Regions from separate parts of the Ctenopharyngodon idella genome. Here region 2 is linked to region 1. Evidence: chromatin contacts called from public Hi-C data. All regions are on one chromosome and are shown on one strand. Each heading gives the region's core, a stretch centred on a gene start, on an enhancer-like site or on the middle of the called end of the contact. The rest is flanking DNA. Distances are from core to core; before and after follow the strand shown.

Region 1 (7,250 bases), core at 1,709-4,208:
CTTACAAATATCTAAACATTCTTAAATCAAGATACATTTACTTGAGAAGCAAAACGACTTAAGATATTATATCAAATATTACGTGAGTTCATGCTTAAAACAAGAAACAAAATCTGTCCATGAAGCAAAAAAAAAAAAAAAAAAACTTCAAAGGGAAAACAAGATTATTTTTCTTGCCCCATGGACAGATATTTTTTTCCTGTTTTAAGTATATACTCACTTTTTTTTCTTTTCTTTCTTTTTAAATTTTTTTCAGTTCAAGTTACTTTGCTTCTCAAGTAAATGTATCTTTATTTAAGAATGTTTAGATATTTGTAATGGAAAAGACAAAAACACAAAATTACACAAAAATACTAAATAAGATTTTTTTTTTTTTTTTGAAGTGCAGCTCTCCGACATGTATAGCATGTTTAAGTCCCGAGTCGTAGTTCTTTCCTGATCCCATTTCCCTCTCTCCTCTTCTAATGCTTCTCCTCCTCTGCAGCTTTATCATAATAAAGGCATAAATGGCAAAAATACAACTTTAAAAAGTCTCAGTTTGATAAATCTCTACTACTCATTCCCATTTGTTGCTCTGCAGGGTCGTCCTCCATGGTGAGAAGATGATTGCGGCTGTGAATCCTGAATCAGTGGAGGTCTTCAACTTTAAAGATGAATTTGGCCTCACTGAGCAGGAGGTAAATATAATCTGAGATCTAAAACCATGTTTATGGGAGATGTAAATAATTTATAAAGGTACACCATGTAGCTTTTGGCCCTCTAGCGATTAAGAAACAAACTGCATGAATTTTGCAGAAGACACACGTCAAAAAGCAGCCAGAGCAACTTTACTCTATTTACAGATATGATCATGAGACACACACAGGCGAGTGACATATGTAGGCCTACACAATTTCCCTCGAAAACCATCCTGACAGGTCTAAAATATAAACACTTTAATAACAGGTTTACCATAGTGAATCAGGGTAAGACAAAAACATGTTTTGAAAGGAATGATGTATTGACCCGTTATGTTCATTTTGAACTAAAAAAAAAGTTGCGTAGTGTACCTTTAAATAACAATGTCACTGAAGTATTATGTTTCCTAGAAGAAAAACAATGGATTAAGCAAACCAATAAACAGCAAGAATATTGAGATTAAGAGAGACTGGGGGCTAGTTGTCACATTGTTACACAATGTTATGACAATGTCTATAAATAAACTGACTTTCAAAAATAAACACTCTTGACAAATATAAAGTAAAATGTGTGACATCTAGCCCCAGTCTCCCTTACAGGAAAGTAAACACTAACAGCTGTCTCTCTGTTCCACAGGCTCTGGCAGTGAGTGATCATTTCCCGCTCTGCATCACTGTAAATCAAGCGCAGAGGAGAGGATAACAACATTCTCCATTTACACTTCTACCGCTCGTCTGATGAGAACGAAGAACAGATTGTTATAAAATGAAGTGGTTATAACATAATCAGAGATTCAGAAAGTGAGCATTCAGTGCTTTATTTAGAGTATTTGTGTAGAGAAGAACAGAAATGCTTCACTGAAAGAAGAAAAGTTTCCAGTGCTTGTTAATTATGAACCAGCGGTCTGCAGTGTTGGTTTACCGGTTGCTATGAGACAGTAGAGTTCGTTTGCAAGGCTGTTATCCATTTAACCCATCTACATTTCTCCATTAATTAACTCTATACATCTGTAAAAGTGCTTTATTGACATTTACATGTAACTTCTACAATAAAGTTCTATCAAATGATTTCAAATCCTGGCATATATGCTTAGACAGAAAATATATGATTTATTTAATTTACAGTAAACAGAAGATTTACTTCAGAAAATGATTCAGAGTATTTTAAATTTAAGGTGCAGTTTCATCCGAGCTGATCGGTTGCTGTGGGAATATTAAAAATGCCATTCCTGGCGTAGAAAGTGTTCCGTACGATCCCAGATCTCCCGCTGGCTGGAGTCTTGCAGTCAATCTCATAGTCACCTGAGGAAACAATGTCAGTGGAAGATTTTCAGAATGACATGTAGCCATTATTATTAAGCTAATATTTTGCTATTAAACACTGAACGTTCAGCATCAACCATTTTACTAATACTGCTAACTGTATTTGTTTTTATATACACTACTATTCAACAGTTTGGGGTCAGTAAGATTTTTTAAAAAGAAATTAACGCTTTTATTCAGCAAGAATGTGTAACAGATGTAGGCTAGCCACGGATGCTAGCAATTGAGGGTTTTAGCGTCCTTGTTAGAGCACCCGACTCCCATGCCAGCGGACCGGGGTTCGAGTCCCACTTAGAGCGGGCGATACATTAATACTTACTATTCATCAAAGAATCCTCTCAAAAAAAGTCGCTACTTTGCTACTGATAATAATCAGTAGCAAATTAGAATGATTTCTAAAGGATCATGTTACAAAAGTTATAAATTCCCACTTTCCTCACCTAGTCTCCATCCATAATCCCAGGACGAGAGAATGGGGTAATCAAACTTTTCTTCGGGGCCTTTTTGGGCTCGTTTCCTCAGGTACAGATGTCGTCCTTTGCCTTCGTGGGAGAATCCCTGATAAAGAGCCGCTTTAGTCTGCGGGCTCACGGGCCTCATCAGAGGTGCTTCACTCAGGGACCGCCGCACTATCGCGGGCGCCTCGCGCTGCTTCTCCTGCGTGTGGACCACAGGGGGCAGCGTGAGTTTAGTGGCAGATGGAGGGTTAAAAAGCCCGATGGACTTGGACCTACGAGACGTGAATGTTGTCGGGTATTCTTTGCTGTATTTCATCTTCCACGCCAGCCGCGTGTAAGCCTCCTTCAGGATCAGCTCACGGTAGAAGTTCTGGTCCTGGGTGGTCAGCAGGTTCCTCATGTCTCCTGTGAGCTCTGACCGCGCCTCTTACTGATTAACGGGACAGTGAGGCCACAGAAACCTAAGAGGTGAAGAGCCGACCAATCAGAGGGAAGATCACTCAGCAGCGGGAGAGACGAGAGGCCATTTAAACAAACACACACTAAATGTGCTGACAGAAGAACAAAAGAGACTCACTGCAGAGAAAGAAGACAAGAAAAACGATAGGGTCTCAAAGAGAAGAAATACAAAAAAATGACAAAAAGGATCCCCTCTGCTGTAAAGCCACCATCCCCCCTTACCATCCCCTTTAGATTAACAGTGGAAGTCGTATCATGTAAATGACATTTTAAAATTCTCCGTATGATAATTAACAAACTATAAATAACAGCGATTGACCAATCAGAACTCAGTATTGTAACGCGCGCGCACAGTCACGCCGGAGCTCTGAGCTTTCGTCGTTTTTCGCGCTTGTTCAAAAGGATCAGGAGAACGGTTCAAACGCATCTTTGGACGTTTTTTAAAAAGAAGAGAACGGAAGGTATGATATTAATTTGATTAATGTTTTAAGAACATTCCCCTGACACATTAGAACGAATAACGAACATAGCTAAAGTGCATTAATGCCGTAAGAGCTAACTACATATACGCGTATTTATTTATTTTCTTAACAGTGGTTATTAACAGTGGAAATCTTATCATGTAAATGGCATTTTAAAATTCTCCGTATGATAATTAACAAACTATAAATAACAGCGATTGACCAATCAGAACACAGTATTGTAAAGCGCGCGCACGGTCACGCCGGAGCACTGAGCTTTCCTCATTTTTCGCGCTTGTTCAAAAGGATCAGGAGAACGGTTCAAACGCATCTTTGGACGTTTTTTAAAAAGAAGAGAACGGAAGGTATGATATTAATTTGATTAATGTTTTAAGAACATTCCCCTGACACATTAGAACGAATAACGAACATAGTTAAAGTGCATTAATGCCGTAAGAGCATATATGTTAACTACATATACGCGTATTTATTTATTTTCTTAACAGTGGTTATTAACAGTGGAAATCTTATCATGTAAATGACATTTTAAAATTCTCCGTATGATAATTAACAAACTATAAATAACAGCGATTGACCAATCAGAACTCAGTATTGTAAAGCGCGCGCACAGTCACGCCGGAGCACTGAGCTTTCCTCATTTTTCGCGCTTGTTCAAAAGGATCAGGAGAACGGTTCAAACGCATCTTTTGACGTTTTTTAAAAAGAAGAGAACGGAAGGTATGATATTAATTTGATTAATGTTTTAAGAACATTCCCCTGACACATTAGAACGAATAACGAACATAGCTAAAGTGCATTAATGCCGTAAGAGCATATATGTTAACTACCTATACGCGTATTTATTTATTTTCTTTAATAAATAATTATGGGCTTTGTTCATATTCCGCTGTTTAAAAGCGTGAACCACCCATTCAAGACACAGATAATAAAGAACGACACGAGATTACAACACGAGATCATACTGTATTGCAGAAATCAGCTAAAAGATAGAATATTAAAAAAAAACAAAAAAGGAGCAGAAAACTATCAGCAATAAGCATATGAATCTCAACAATGGTGACAACAAAATATTCAGACAATCAGATCAACTCTGGACATCACAAAAAGCTAATAAAAAAACCACTGCAAAAATGAAAGCAAATAGTTGGAATTAAAGAAAATAATAGCATAATTTATTCATGCTGTGATGCATGCTGAGTATTTTGTACTATTGTTCCCAGCATGCATTGCAGCATGACACTTTTGATTGTCACCATTGTTGAGATTCACAAAAGTGTCATCCCGCAATGCATGCTGGGAACAATAGTACAAAACTCCCAGCATGCATCACAGCATGAATAAATTATGCAGCTGAATTGTCCTATTATTTTCTTTAATTCTAACTATTTTGTTGTCACCATTGTTGAGATTCATACACTGATTGCTCATATCTGTGTTTGTTCATTGTAGTTTATAGTTTTCTGCTCATGGTTTTTATCTTATAAGAGTTAAGAAACCAACTAATGGAAACACCAATCACCATTATGGTGACTTCAAATGAGTGTTAGCTTTCAAGAACTTACGTAGATGAATGACATAAAGTCAATCTGGTTAGCAATATGTGAAGCTGTAATGATGTTTGTGGAGTTGTTTAATCCTCCTCTGCTGAGATCTGGAGAGATTAAATGTCTTTTATCTTCAGTTGATTTCATCTAAGGCTGTGGCTGAAGTCTGTTGTAGCTTTTGTGCTCTGGTTTCTATCTTATTTTAATATTACTTATGTAACAGACATAGGCCAGTAAGAGCTGTGTGTGTAAACCTCACACATGCTAGTGGCAGCCGTCTTTAGACTCCTTGTTAAAGCGTCTCATTCCCACGCTGGAGAACCGAGTTTGAGGCCTGCCCAAAGCGAGGTAAGTGGGACCTGAGGTGAAGGGTTACATTGGTGCCGTGACCCGGATGAGAGTGAGGTTTAAGGGGTGAGTGTAACAGATGTAGGCCTGTAAGATCTGTGCATGTAAACCTCACTCCCCCTGATCTCAAGAGGCACTCTAGAGACTGTGGTTAATATATTACATGAATATAGCCTATTATATAAATTTTAATAATTGTATATACTTTTGTCAGTCTTTATTTTTTATTTGTACATAGCTTTGGTTTTAGTTTAGGTACTTTTAGTTCTAAATTTCAGTTATTCATCTAATATTTGATACTTTATTTCAGCTTCATTTCCTACATTTATTTTTAATAGTTTTAGTTAACAATAACAACACTGGCTGAATGTTATTCATTATTTATTTTAATTAGCAGGAAATACAGGTTTGAAACTTGAGGGTGAGTAAATAATGGTAATTGTAATTTTGCCTGAACCTTTTAATCAAGTGTTGTAATGCTTAGACCTGTCCTGAAGGTGGCAGCAGAATGTTTCTGGACTTTACAGGCCTCATCTACAATATTACAAATTCAAACCCACTGCAAACAGACACAAAGCACTTTCTCCCATGTAGACTAATTTAAATTCAAATAAAGGCTTTTAATTCAAGTTACACTCAAATTTCCAAGACATAACATACATGCATATTTATAGTTCCAAAGGTCATGCACATTATTCATGATTTCCTAATGCTTTTTTTAGGCAGGATTAGCGCTTATAATCCTGCCTAAAAAAAAAGCATAAGGAAATCATGAATAATGTGCATGACCTTTGGAACTATAAATATGCATGTTCGTTTGATAATACATTTGCTGTACTGTATTCAGGGTCATTTCTATGGATCAAGGTGGCCTCTTCACTTCCTGTTAGTGGGAGTCTAAACAACACAGTTAAAGGAACAGTTCACCCAAAAAAAGGAAAAGAAAAAAGCATTTGATCATTTACTCACTCATGTAAACAATGCTGAAGAAAATGCTGAAGATAATTAACAAGACATTGTAGATTCTGAATTCTTTATTCCAGTCAGTTTTAATAAGCAAATGTACATCAAATCTACTCACGTGTTTCACAATAAGGCACTAATGGCTAAATACAAAATACGCCCCTTGCCCTTAAAACACTTACAAAATACTTCACCACTGGAGTATCAAAACTAGTAGAATTAAGACAAACAAAGATCTGAAGAATGTAAAAGAGATCTGCATAAATCTATTACTGTGACATGTTCATATTAGAGTCTTCAAAAAGCCAGAAAATCTGATTAACTGAAAATACTGGATCTTGAGGGCTTTGCAAGTCTAAAATCTTGATATATAGTAATTGTTTTATTTATTTCCCCTTTGTCTCTAAACTATTCAATATGTAGTGGTGAAACCGTTGAGATGAGTACAGAAGTGCTTGATTTGAAGTCCAAGTGTTTTGATTTGTGAGTAAATAAACGTCACAGCTCAGTTTATGCAGTGAGAATCGAACACAGACATGGAAATGTTATAATATGTGAATTAAAAGTGACAGTATGTTAGAAAGAGACGAACAATTAGAGTCAATATCAGTAGTAAAGAGATGTTTGGGTGTGAAACCCTGATCAGTTTGTTCATACACGATCATTTTATCTTTTCAACACTCAACCTTAAACTTGCTATGCTGAACTAAATTGACAAACAGGGGAAATGTACAATTCGTGCATCATAACAACATGCCGTCAACGTTACCGTCATAATGCGTCACATTCCAGTCGAAAACCTGATCAAGTGCAAAGTTCAACAAAATGAAGAAGGTCTGAATGATTCACTCGCTGATGCCTTCTTTTTATTTTTATTTTTTTACAGTGTCTTTCTCTCTCTCAGGAGTGTTTTGGGTTAACCGCAGGGAATTATGGGACAGTGACTTGGAAGGGTGAGCCTGGGATGTGTTCGTCTCCCCATTTAACTGCCAGGAC
Region 2 (7,250 bases), core at 3,504-6,003, 180 kb after region 1:
TTTATTATTATAATACACCAAATCTAATTTTCATTACTGTACTTTGAAAAACATGACATTATTTAAATTATGAAGTATTAAATTGTTAAATATTATTAGTGGGGGTTTTTTTCTATTATTATTATAGAGAATCACCATGAATATTGAGAAACTCAAAATTATGCATTACAGAATTTATGCTGAAATGTACTTAATTATCAAGAAAATGTCATATGCTAAAAATCTTAATGGGTCTAAAAATGGGCTTTTATATATATATATTTTCCATTATATTTTGGGGCGAAATGTTCCCTGGAAATGTTTTCATGAAATTCACTGTTTTGAATCATGTTATTTGGTGTGATATTGCAATAACAGGCAGATTTATTTCCCCTTTAACAGACACCAACACTGCTAACGTATAAATGTTGAAGGACACTAGTGTGAGTAGAATTCATCTTTACAAGGTCAATTAGCACATTATCGCAGGTGTCCGGCATTTACTCTACAGCACAAATGCAATGGTGTCTATTTCTCATGAAGGCAAACCCAACGAAGACCAGTGGAGTTTTACATGTATTTATTTTCATTTTTAATTCATAAGCTGACTAACCACAAAAGGGAAAATAGCCATTGTCTTTTCCTTTCCTCTCCACCTTAACCAAACTGAATGACCGGTCACTGGTTAAACCAATAGAACTAGCCTCGTCACTTTCCTGCATTGAGATTGTGGTCTTCCTTCTACTTTAATATCATATATACATCGTCATTCAGAAAATGATATTTACACACAATACAGTCTTCAAATACAGCTTTTCTTTACACTTGCTTGACTGATAAAGGTGAATACTGCAGTTTCTTTGTGCCTTTCATTTTCTGATTAGTTTGATTTGATCGATTTTCCATCTCTTTTAGGACCAAGCGTGTAGTTTGTGAGTACATGAGTGCTTTAATGTCATGAAATATGATTGTTTGACCTTTAGAACGAGCTTCTGTTATTTGCACTTTATCTGTGGAGCGTGTCAAGCAACAGAAGACGTTCTTCTCAAAAACACATTTTTATGGCTTGTGTTTTACAACTGGTCATATTCCATGAAGTCAACCATGTTTGATATTTGAAGATGGAAATACAAACTTTCTGTTGTGTGCCTTGAGCTAGAAAGACAAACCGGTGAAGAACCAAAGACCGTCACACTTCTGTACAACTTCACTCTCTAACTGACACTGTTTTCCATATGAATGCTTTATCTGGTTGATTATGCTGGTTTGTTTTGGACTCATGGGACGCCTTACATATGTTGTTTAATGTTCATTTCCTTTAGTGTTGTCAAAATACCAACCGCGATACGAAGTCGGTACTGACATTTTGAAAATGTGAGGCTTTGAGCGCCGTTGAGCGGATTCGTAAATATCTCTGATTGGCAATTCGCTCATCGGAAATATCTGTGATTGGCAATTCGCTCATCGGAAATATCTGTGATTGGCTACTGCTTTCAAACGCTCCCGCTTTCAAATTCAAACGGTTCCGTGCGTTGATCATTGTAGCCAATCACAGACATATCTGGTGATGAGCGCGCGAACACAAAGGCCAATCAGAGGGGTTTACGAATCCGCCCAACAGCGCTTGAAAAAACAGCATTTTTTAAATTTTAATTCCGACTTTGTTATCGCAATCGGTATTTTTGACAATACTAATTCCTGCACATGAATCTGGGCCTGTGTGACAGTAGGCCTGTGAAAACTGGTTGTTGGGCAACCATTCATGTTTTATATTTGAAGAACAAACCTATTTTAACATGCTTGAATTTTAAAGAGGTATATTCTGATATTCTAATACAAATAACGAACTGCTTTTGACACGACGCCTGTTTGTTATACTGATGGATATTTTCTAACATCTGTATTTTTGATCTGCTCATTTATATTGGTAGTTATTGTACAGGATGTTTTATTTGTTGCTGTGGTGATTATTATAGAATGATATAAATGGAAAATTACGGTTTTTGTAAACCATGTACATCGAACCACAGTCTGTTTCAGCATAAACAATATTTTTCTATCAAACCCTTAACCACTAATTTTATTTTTTTTTCTGTAACCGACAATAGCTTTTCCCTAGAAAGTATTTCATTGTTCTGTTACTCCTTAATGAAGAACAAGTATATTTTTTCCAGGTGTAAATAAATGTCAATAATGAATCTGTGTTGAGTATAAATCTGTTTCTTTTGATTCTAGTATCGGTGCGACTCTAGTATATTTTAGTGCCAGTATGCTAATATAGAAATATGTAAAGTTATTTTGGTCTTATTTGATTATTATTTGTGTAATGAATGTTTGGTTTAAGAGAAAAAAAACGGTACTGTGGCCATTGTTACTACAGTAAACCTATTGTAGATTGGTTTATTTTAAAGGCACAATATGTAATACTCTGCCGCTAGAGATCGCTTATTCAAAACAAAGGCATAGCTTGATGACAACTTGAATTTGCGGAAGCATGGGAGTTGTTGTCTTCAGGTCTACAGCCGGCGGAAAATCTGACGAGACTCGGGCAGAAATCATATTCATGGATGAGGTAATGTATTATAGATGTATTAACATTACTGTAGTATGAAGCAGGGTGTGGTTGAAAGCCGTTGGAGCGGAATGAGTCTGCTGGTGCGATTTGCTAATGAGAGATGAGCGCACACAGCTCGAGAGCAGCGGGACTTTTATTATGCCACAGACGAGAGCTTCCGGTCAAGCGTATGTGGGGTAAAACAGCGCTGTTTTGTCATATTAGATACATTTGTGTGTTGAAAGTTGTTATAACGCTACTCTGCGTTCGCTCAGCGGCTACTATGAGACACTTGTTGCACACTGCAGTAAGCTAGATTGATATTAGGCATGGTAAAACATGGTAAATCAAGAAAACGAGATTTAAACAGTAAGACTTACTGTGTTGAGCTAGATAACAATGATTAGTTTTCTGTCCATGAATGTATCCAGACAGTTGCTCACCTGTCTAATAAAACATGTAATATATTAAAGCGTCTGGTGTTTCCATGGTTTCTACAAAATAAAACATCGCAGGTATGATGTCACTGATAGGCGACGCATGGACCCTGTTAAAATTGCTTATTTCTTTGGATTTAAACATTCTTGGAAACATTTGGGATAATGTAAGTACACAAGTCAACAAAATATATAACGCTGTGCTAGTGGTTTTTGGATATTTTAATCCAAAAATCTTACATATTGTGCCTTTAAATAAAAAAAAAACAATTAATAATCAAATCATTTTGTAAATAAATACATTGTTTATTGAAGATATTTGAAAGGCACATTTTGTAGGCAGACATGTACAGAAATAATTAAAAAATGTCTTTATAGTAGTAAATTAAATATACAGTGAATTACATATAAAGATGAATAATAATAATCCATGAATATCTCATAATAAAAATAAAAAATCTGGAGACATAATATATACATTCAGTTGTGATTTAGTGTATTTTCTTCTGTAGTGTTTTATCGTTTGGACAGTTGATCCGAGAGCCAATCCAGTCCTTCATATAACCCTGACCCTTGAACCGCACATGTGGGCTGAACGAACCACTGAGAGAGAGACAGAGAAACACATGTGACCTCACACATCTGCAGCTCTATTCCACCACCAACATGAGTCTGTGTGTCACTCACTCACCTGTCTTCCTCTCAGTGCGTGTAAACCCAGTCTCTCTGTCAGCTCGTGGACCGCCATGGCTTTGGGTAAATCCTGCTTGTTAGCGAGAACTAACAGAACAACGTCTCTCATCTCATCCTCCGCCAGCTGAAAAGGTTCGAGTGGATTTAGACATGATGCACGAACACAATATTACATGTAGACTTGATTATAGTGAACTTAGATGACTTACCATCATTTTCAGCTCCTCTGCTGCCGTTTCAATCCTGTCCTGATCACTGCTGTCCACCACAAAGATCAGACCCTGAATCATACAAACACACACACTTTGTTCAGCGCATTTCATTAAAAACAGCTGGTTAGATTTGGAATTTGAACTGAACACATCATTACCTTAGTGTTCTGATAGTAATGTCTCCAGAGGCGTCTGATAATGTCCTGACCCCCGACATCCCAAACCGTGAAAGAGATGTTTTTATATTCAACTGTCTCAACGTTAAAACCTAGAGAGAATCAGAGCCAGTCATTATCAATCACAGTGATTCAGTACTTATGTAATATAATACTATCTTTGTTTCTTAAGAATTAAAACATTTGTTTGACCAAGTTTCTTACCTAGAGTTGGAATAGTTGTGACAACTTCACCAAGTTTGAGTTTGTAGAGGACTGTTGTTTTCCCTGCTGCATCCAGACCAACTTGGAGAAGAAATTTTTACATTTATTTCCACAATTAACATGCACACAATTCATAATTGGAATATTTTCTGAGGTTTTATTACATTTTTATGTATCAATTCATATGTACTAGAGAAATATTTGTTAAAAAATAGATTCTTAAAAAAAACAAAAAAAAAACATGTACTCACCCATAAGCAACCTCATCTCTTTTTTCTCAAAGAGACGTGAGAAAATGTGAGAGAAGAAGACGCCCATTTTAAAAAAGTGCAGATGTGAAAGCTATTTGCTGTATTTAGTGAAAATAAATATCCAGAGATCGAGGCTCAGATTGTTAGTGTGAGGATGGTGTGAGTGTGTGAGTGTTTATATAGGCTTTTTTGCTTTCGGTTTGACTGACAGCTCAACACCGCCACCCTCATTCAAGTCGCGCGCAGTTTCTCTCGTTGCAAATCCAGCGCGTTAGAAATGACGTCACGTCATCATCACGTGTCTAAACAAAGTGCAAAATAATCAGAAACAACAGTTATTAGTTTTGGTGATCAAAGAGTATCAGTGAATCGCTAAAATATAATTTTATTAGGTGTATTTTAGGTTATAAAAAATCATAATAAATTAAGAGTGACAAGAGTGACGTGTTTATAACAGCAATGATTTTTAATTTAATAACAGTTTTTATGGATCAAAACCCTTCATCAACAGTAGGTTGACTATAGTATAATGGGAAATTAAACTTCAGAAATTATGTTTACAAAGCCCGGGAAAAAAAAAAAAAAATGTCAGATTTACAGAACGTCTGAAAACTTTATTCAGCTAAAGAGATTTTAAACTTTACATCGTAACAAGATTTTTTTTTTAACTCGACAAGTATACAAACAAAATAGGCATCAAATGAACAATATTAACAAATCACAAACTACAAAAATATAAAGGCAGACATAATTATAAAGCCAAAAAACAAACAAACATTTGACTGGTTGCATTTTGAAAATTCAAATAAAAGAACATTCAATTAAAAACATAATAAATAAAAAAATAAATATAATAAAATTAATTAAAAATCGTAAGATTTGCTTAGAAAAGTGAGACAGTTGGTGACGTCATATTGAACGCGCTGGATTTGCAACGAGAGAAACTGCGCGCGACTTGAATGAGGGTGGCGGTGTTGAGCTGTCAGTCAAACCGAAAGCAAAAAAGCCTATATAAACACTCACACACTCACACCATCCTCACACTAACAATCTGAGCCTCGTCCTCTGGACATTTATTTTCACTAAATACAGCAAACATCTTTTTCATCTGCACTTTTCAAAATGGGCGTCTTCTTCTCTCACATTTTCTCACGTCTCTTGAAGAAAAAAGAGATGAGGTTGCTTATGGGTGAGTAAATGTTGTTGTTTTTTCCTTTAAAATGTTTTAAAAACCTGATCTTTACTCATATTATTTGATTCGAATTCAAATTTTGAACAAACTATGGCGACTAAATTGGGACTAATTAATATGTGAACTTTACTATTTTAGAAAATATTCAAAATATGAATCTTGTTCATTTACATTGTGGAAATAAATGTAAATATTTCTTCTCCAAGTTGGTCTGGATGCAGCAGGGAAAACAACAATCCTCTACAAACTCAAACTTGGTGAAGTTGTCTCATCTATTCCAACTATTGGTAAGAAACTCAAAGCGTATATCAAGCCATAATTTATCAATTCCTGCATGAATGTATTTATCTATATGTCATGTCTAACTGCTCATCATCCTCCTCTCTAGGTTTTAATGTTGAGACAGTTGAATATAAAAACATCTCCTTCACGGTTTGGGATGTTGGTGGTCAGAGTGTCATCAGAGGCCTCTGGAGACATTACTATCAGAACACCAAGGTTTTTATCCTTATTTAAATTGTCTGCAGTACAATCAGTTCACTATATTTGCCCAAATGTGGTTTTATTCATTGCGTTTGAACGATTCAGGGTCTGATCTTTGTGGTGGACACCAGTGATCATGACAGGATTGAAATGGCAGCAGAAGAACTAAATATGATGATGGGGGAGGATGAGATGAGAGACGTTGTTCTGTTAGTTCTCGCTAACAAGCAGGATTTACCCAAAGCCATGGCGGTCCACGAGCTGACAGAGAGACTGGGTTTACACGCACTGAGAGGAAGACAGGTGAGTGAGTGACACACAGACTCATGTTGGTGGTGGAATAGAGCTGCAGATGTGTGAGGTCACATGTGTTTCTCTGTCTCTCTCTCAGTGGTTCGTTCAGCCCACATGTGCGGTTCAAGGATCAGGGTTATATGAAGGACTGGACTGGCTCTCGGATCAACTGTCCAAACAACAATAAAGCAAAGTCGACATGAAACGGAAGTTGCAATAGTCTTTCTTCCCTATTGTGACGTATATCCGAGTGAAACGGCTTCTGGAACAAGAACAAACAGGACGCGGCTCGATTACTGGCGCCAGTAAACTCGTCATCAGAGAAGAGATGTCGCTGCAAGAGGAAGGAGAAGTTATTCTGATTAAAGGATAATTTAAGATAAATCATTTATAATAAATACTGCAATATTCCATAAACAACAAGAATTGTCCATTTTGATTTCATGGTCACTTTAATACTTTATTTTTGTGGACTGATACTTGAATACATGCTGTATATATTACGACAGCCTCCAACTGTTTATTATCTCAAAAGCATTTTGATTTATTAATGTTAAATTAAAACTGATATTTTAAATTGTTAGTCTTACTTTTGAAAAAAATTGTTATATAATTTTTTTTAAATTGTTGTTCTATTGACTTTGAAAGAGTTTGTCATGTTTCAGTATGTGTTCTGTTGTATTTGCACTTTGAAAGAACGACCTGATGTCTGCCTGTAATATTTATCTGTGCCTTTCAAATATCTCCAATACATGATGTATTTATTTACAATGTT

What was found. Hi-C and Micro-C count contacts between places; a contact is called where the count stands out from the background.
Region 2: a contact with region 1 is called in a Hi-C map of muscle, with 2.7 times the contacts expected there. The contact joins the promoter of LOC127522129 here to the promoter of LOC127522798 in region 1. A contact is called at or near these places in 2 of 2 Hi-C or Micro-C datasets (both in muscle).

The regions. Positions count from the first base shown.
Region 1 is chr11:19,524,231-19,531,480 of HZGC01, forward strand. LOC127522798 (protein ATP6V1FNB) reads right to left here and starts at 2,959. Exons shown (of 2, transcript XM_051913097.1): 1 at 2,441-2,959; 2 at 1,480-1,979. The coding sequence starts at 2,858. The coding sequence ends at 1,861. LOC127522796 (deoxyribonuclease gamma-like) reads left to right here. Exons shown (of 8, transcript XM_051913094.1): 7 at 581-677; 8 at 1,315-1,745. The coding sequence ends at 1,380. It overlaps LOC127522284 (filamin-B), which reads right to left. Exons shown (of 44, transcript XM_051912068.1): 44 at 6,308-7,250. The coding sequence ends at 7,185.
Region 2 is chr11:19,705,219-19,712,468 of HZGC01, forward strand. It overlaps LOC127522129 (ADP-ribosylation factor 4-like), which reads right to left and starts at 4,754. Exons shown (of 6, transcript XM_051911741.1): 1 at 4,507-4,754; 2 at 4,256-4,336; 3 at 4,034-4,143; 4 at 3,873-3,944; 5 at 3,662-3,787; 6 at 3,253-3,573. The coding sequence starts at 4,573. The coding sequence ends at 3,487. LOC127522127 (ADP-ribosylation factor 4-like) reads left to right here and starts at 5,437. Exons shown (of 5, transcript XM_051911739.1): 1 at 5,437-5,695; 2 at 5,905-5,985; 3 at 6,087-6,196; 4 at 6,287-6,484; 5 at 6,573-7,250. The coding sequence starts at 5,629. The coding sequence ends at 6,662. It overlaps dennd6aa (DENN/MADD domain containing 6Aa), which reads left to right. Exons shown (of 19, transcript XM_051911737.1): 19 at 1-2,181.